Linked DNA regions of Ovis aries: region 2 is linked to region 1. Evidence: chromatin contacts called from public Hi-C data. All regions are on one chromosome and are shown on one strand. Each heading gives the region's core, a stretch centred on a gene start, on an enhancer-like site or on the middle of the called end of the contact. The rest is flanking DNA. Distances are from core to core; before and after follow the strand shown. Region 1 has its middle 47 kb from the start of AZIN1. Region 2 has its middle 9.5 kb from the start of TRNAE-UUC.

Region 1 (2,786 bases), core at 93-2,592:
GGCATTTCTGCAAGGCCATCCCTGGGCAGGCAGGGCCGGCCCTCCGAGGCTCGGCCAGAGCTGCTCCCATCAGAGGGATCTTGGGCCGCCTTCTCCAGACACGAAGGTCCCCGGCTGGCCTGGGGCCGAGCGTGTCCACCGCGGCGCATCTCCTCCCCGAGAAACGTGGCCTGGGGCCTTTCCCAGCAGCGGCCTCTCCTTCCCCCACGCCTCCGCGAGCCACCCACCCCGCGCCGGCTCCAGCACGTGGCTCTGGGCGCAGGTTTCCTCTCCGCCCCCGCCGCTCTGCAGGGCGGTTTTCACCCTCTCGGTTCCCCCTAACCGCCCCCGGCACCCCCCAACCCCGTGACTTCTTGTAAAAAAAAGCTTCGCTGGTCCCCACCCACCTCCGCCCTCCCGCGGCTGCCGGACCCAGCCGCCCCGCCCCCTCCGCCTCCCCCGGAGGCAGCGCTTTCTCCCCGCCCCTGGCAGCGGGCTCGGCTTCGGAAACTGTTGACTCAGAGGGTGGCCGGGCGGCCAGCGTCTGATGTCAGCTTGGACTGGGGCCAGGAGCGGAGAGGCGCGGGGAGGAGAGCACCGCAGGCGGGCGGGAGCCGGGGGTGGGGTGGGGAGGACGCTCGAGGCGGGAGGAGCCCGATGCCCCGCGCGGGGCGCGGAGCGGGGTCCGCCCGGGGCCGGTGGGGGTGGCGGGGGGGGCCTGCGCTCGGCGTCCCGACTCGGCGCTGCGCGCTCGGGGACTGCGGCTGCCCGGGCGCCCGTGAGTCACGGTGCGTCACCGGAGCAGATGCCCCGGCGCGGCTGGAGGCTCCCGGGCTCCCGCTGACTCATCAGAAAGCCCTGCCGCGCGGCCCGGGAGGCGGGAAGCCGGGGGGGTTGGGGGGAACGGGAGGAGGGAGCGGCCCGGGCCGGCGGCCGGCGAGGTCATCTGAGGCGCTCAGAGCCGGAAAACCCCAAGGAGGCGTCTGCGGCAGCGGGAGCGCTGGGGTGGGCGCGGCCGAGGGGAGCGGGGACCACTGGCAAGCTGCCGGGGTCACCTGCGGCGCGGGCCGGCGGCGGGCGACCGCAGGAAGGAACAAGCCCCCACACCGCCGGCACTGGGCGGGCAGCCTCCGGGACCCCCTCCCCTTCCGCGATCTGGCCGTGCGGCGCGGGACCCCGGGGCGGGTGGGCTCCAGGAGCAGGCGGTCCCGCGGCACCAGCGCTGGCCCCCGACTGCCCCCCGAAGTGGCGGGGTTCCAACCCCCAACCCTCTTTAAGACTTCGGGGGGGGGGTGTCTTGGGAAGAGACCGCACCAGCATGCAGGCCTCCACGCCCTCGTCTCCCGCCCCGCTCTCTCGACCCGCCCCTCCCCCGAGGAAGCCGCTCCGGTGCTGGGGACACCACGTGCTGGGTCAAGGCCTGGCCTCGGCTCTTTCCTGTCTTTGCCGGCTAACCACAAGCCCCCCCTGGCACTCAGAAAATAGAGCGGCCGGGCCATGGAACTAGCAGCAAAGGGGCCTGAGCGGAGAGGGTGGATCTGTGTGACTGTCCACCCTGCCTGGGAACAGGGACAACTTCTGTCGCATTCAGGAAATGCGTGCAGCCCCTCCTGGCAAGGCGCCCCCAACTCCAGGGACAGGCGGGGCAGGAAGAAGCCACAGAAGGTCCCTTCCTGCATCCACAGCCTGGCTGGGGAGACGACCCTGGGCACACCCTGGCAGTGTGAGCACACAGAGCGGGAAGTGGGGCGGGGGTGGGGAGGGTGGGGGGGAGGGACAGGCGCTTACAGAAGCCCCCGGGAGGAGGCTTCCTGGTGGAGCTGGCCTGAGGGCAGGGACCTTGAAGAGGAATGATTTGAACAGATGGGGGAAAGGACATTCCAGACGGAAACAAATGCCTGGAACCAAAACCTGGAGGGGGAGACAGCGGGCGAGTTCTGGGAACAGCAAGCAATCCAGTTGGACTGGAAGAACAGAGGCTCACAGCATCGGGGCCTGGCAGCATAGAGGTGGATCTGAGAAGCAGGCCTGGTGGCCCAGAGGGGACCTGGAGCTGCGGGGTCTCGCCCTCTGCCCCCCGGGGCACCGAGTCATGCCAGTTCCCAGACTGATGGATTCTTTCCAAGAATTTGTCAGCCACAGCTGCAGGAGCCATCCTGCCTTGGATGGCTTTTATTAGCTGGTCTCTAATGCAAATCCTCCTTTGTTCAGATTTCAAATACTTTCCTATTCTGTTCTTTGATCACACTCTGTATTGATTTCCCTCAGGATTTCTCAACCCCAACAGCACACTGAAATTACCTGGGGATGCTTTAGAACACACAGATGGTGAAGCATGGGCCCCCTCCCCACCAGGTGATTTCACCTGGCATCAGCATTCTTTTACTGGGGAGCCAGGGGTGAGAGCTGCTGATGCAGATGGTCACCATCGAGAGGGTCCAGACTCAGAGTAGGGGGCCCCAGGCCTGAGAGCCGCACTGACAAAGATCTCCAGGAGCAGTTGGACGCCCCAAGGCTGGAGTTGAAATGTGTTTCCCAAGCATCCACTCTGCAGCTGAGGCCAAAGTTTCCAACAGGAAGGGTGGGTGAGGCTTCTGTTTGTTTCCCAAGAGCCAACTGGCCTTTCAAACCAGTGATAACCACGGGGGAACCTCACCAGTGGGAGGACCAGGCAATGATAGGAACTGTAGCCATTTCCCGTTGACAATGCCACATGGCAGCTGGAAGGGGCCCTAGGTGGAGGTGGCACCACCTCCTGTGACACTCACTGGTCCTCAGAGGTGGAGGAGGATCCAGCTAAGGACAGA
Region 2 (2,700 bases), core at 125-2,624, 52 kb before region 1:
TGCCCCGCAGCAACCTGAAACCCAGCTGAGGGCCTGAGACGCCACAGCCTGGGAACTCAGAAGGGAGCCCTTTTCATTTCGCTGCGCACCTCCCCGTGGCCCAGACATGGGCCTCCTCACGTCCCACTGCCCCGTCTGGGCCTCCGCAGAGTCCACCTGTTTCCTGCTCTTGGCCTGGACAGGCTGTGCCCTGGCTCACCCGCCCGGTGGCCAGCGAACAAAGGAGCAGCTGCTGTTCCCTTCCCCCTCCTCCCTCCCAGCGCGGACACACCCCGACGGACCTTGGGGCAGATCCTGACTAGGTTCACAGGAATGTCAGCAGAGAAGCCAGGTTGGTTGGGGCCATGATTGCTGGCAGGACCTCAGGACTCCGAAAGGGTCTGAGCTGAGAGGGAGCTGCAGCCGGCTGCCGCACGAATGCCCTTAAAAAGAGAAAGGAGAGGCAAGCCAAGAAGAGAAAGCGGTGCCCATGCCAGGAGCATGCAACTCTCAAGAGGTAGACGAGGCACCGTGGCCAACAGTCAGAACTGTGAGGGCCACGGATGAACCACCTACTGACTGCCAGGACTGTTCGGGGCTTTCCATGTACAGCCGCTTTTAACCCTCATAACGGGCCCCTTGAGCTGTATGTTACCATTTTTAAAAACTCTGCAAACAGGATCAGAGAGGTTGAGTCACCTGCCTGGGGTCGCACAGCCCTCAAACTCATAAGGATTCAAACCTCTTGTTAATAACAAGGTCTGGAACTAAGCGTACATAAGGGGTCTGTCTTTCATAGGAAAAAAAGGAAGTGTGGGCCTCAGTTCAGAAATTCCTGCCACTTTGGGAGCATGTGTGGCCTTCACAAAGAAGGCAAAGCTGGAATCTCTGGGGAGACTGCTCTGTGTCCTGGGATGGTAGTGCCGGCACGTGGTAGCCACGTGAAGCTATAGGATGGCGCATCTATCCATCCTTGCCTTGCATAGGATAGGCTGGACTGAAGCTCTGCCTTGGCAAAGAGCTGTAGCGTGGGGTAAGGTGGGGAGGCGGGAGGGTGGGCTGTGGAATTCCCTGAGGAGGGAACAGGCTGGTTCCAGATTTTGTAGAGGCCCTGGTCTCTGGGGAAGGGCAGAGCTAGAGAAGCGACCCTGGGCTGGAAAAAGAGCATGCCTTGTGGGGTCAGACAGACCCAGCCTGCCCCAGACAGGTGGCCTTGGACGAGCACCTACAAAGGACAGTCACAATCCTGGCAGCATCTGTGTTGGCTCGATGACTGAGATCACATGGACTCTTACACTCAGACGCCAAGGAGAGCGCTTGGCACACAGCATCCACTAAGCAGTCGCCCTAACTTCTGTCTCAGACCTCTGAGCAAAGCTGATCAGGTGACAGTGTGGCAGCCACAGTCCTGAGAAGTGGGCGAAGGCTGGGGGGCAGGGAGGAAGCTGACCCACAGGATCAGGCAGCCTGGCTCCCAGGCATGCAACCCTCATTCCTGACACTGAGCTCTTATCTCCAGGGCTGGGCCTACTCCAGCCAGCCTGGAGACCCGGTCAAGGAGCACAGAGGGCCCCACTCCAGCCTGGTGCCCTCCCCAGGACTTCTCAGCACCCGAGGCTCTGCCTTGCACTTATGTTCGAGCAGTGAAGTCTCTGGGGGTGTCTGAGCTGGGCTTCCCTTTATCTCTAGTTTCCCTCTACTCAGTCCACCCAAGCCTGCTCTGAACCTGCTGACCCCTCCACCTGCTCTCCCCCACCACTGCCTACATCTGCCCCCAACCCTCCCGGGCCAAGGACTCTCCCTAAGTGGAGCCTGGTGTCGCATAGCACAATCTGTCCCCAGGTGAGTCAGCCCAAAGCCACAAATAAGAGCAATGAAGGAATCCTGTATCTTCTCAGCTACCTGGTCCCCCAGGTGGAGGAGACCCTCAAACCTCCCCCCACCCACAGCACCCTCAGGTGGCCCTGCAGTTTGGGAACCCCAGCATCAGGATCATTCATTCATTCAATAAGGCACATGCGGGGAGCATCTTCTCTGAACTGGACCCTGAGCTAGAAGCTGGACACACCACCAGTGAATAATCCAGCCTTTAAGGAGCTCCCTATTTTAAACTAAGAAGAGGTGGACAAGGAAACACACAGTGATCCACTCCCCACAGTTGCAGGGCAGGGAACACAGTGGGGTGTGCGTGAGGGGACCTGCCCACTTCTGTGTGCTCAGGGAAGTCTTCCTGAAGGAGGCAGCAAGCGAGCCAAGCCCTAGAGCTTGGCCAGGCAAACATGGGAAGTACCTTGGGGCGAAGCACAGAACAACACAAGAAGATGATGTTAGAAGGAGCCTAGCATCACTTTGTGGAGAAGGCAATGGCACCCCACTCCAGTACTCTTGCCTGGAAAACCCCATGAACGGAGGAGTCAGGTGGGCTGCCGTCTACGGGGTTGCACAGAGTCGGACACGACTGAAGCAACTTAGCGGCAGCAGCATCACTTTGCAGACCAGCAAGGAGAAATGAAGGTGGGCAGGTAAGTAGGAGCTATGTCAGTGAGGAACCACTGAAGGGTTTTATAATACAAAGGAAGAAACTTATTGAAGCCATCTTTCAGAACCAACAGACGTCTGTAGAATGGACAGGAAGGACAAGACTGGGACCCAGCTAGGGTGAGGGGCTATTGCAGGAATTCAGGTGCTGCTGATGACTGGAGCCAAGGGGACGGGAATATG

Evidence for each region. Hi-C and Micro-C count contacts between places; a contact is called where the count stands out from the background.
Region 2: a contact with region 1 is called in a Hi-C map of muscle, with 4 times the contacts expected there. The contact joins two enhancer-like sites. A contact is called at or near these places in 7 of 16 Hi-C or Micro-C datasets (blood, liver, muscle and 4 more).

The regions. Positions count from the first base shown.
Region 1 is chr9:74,583,052-74,585,837 of ARS-UI_Ramb_v3.0, reverse strand. No RefSeq gene overlaps it. Among named protein-coding and RNA genes, the nearest start is that of AZIN1, 47 kb to the right of the region's middle. Within about 2 kb of position 1,342, at least 46 of the 54 cell types and tissues checked have an H3K27ac peak or open chromatin away from gene starts, as enhancers often do. A contact at or near this core is called in liver and muscle, where this site is marked.
Region 2 is chr9:74,635,490-74,638,189 of ARS-UI_Ramb_v3.0, reverse strand. No RefSeq gene overlaps it. Among named protein-coding and RNA genes, the nearest start is that of TRNAE-UUC, 9.5 kb to the left of the region's middle. Within about 2 kb of position 1,374, at least 28 of the 54 cell types and tissues checked have an H3K27ac peak or open chromatin away from gene starts, as enhancers often do. A contact at or near this core is called in liver and muscle, where this site is marked.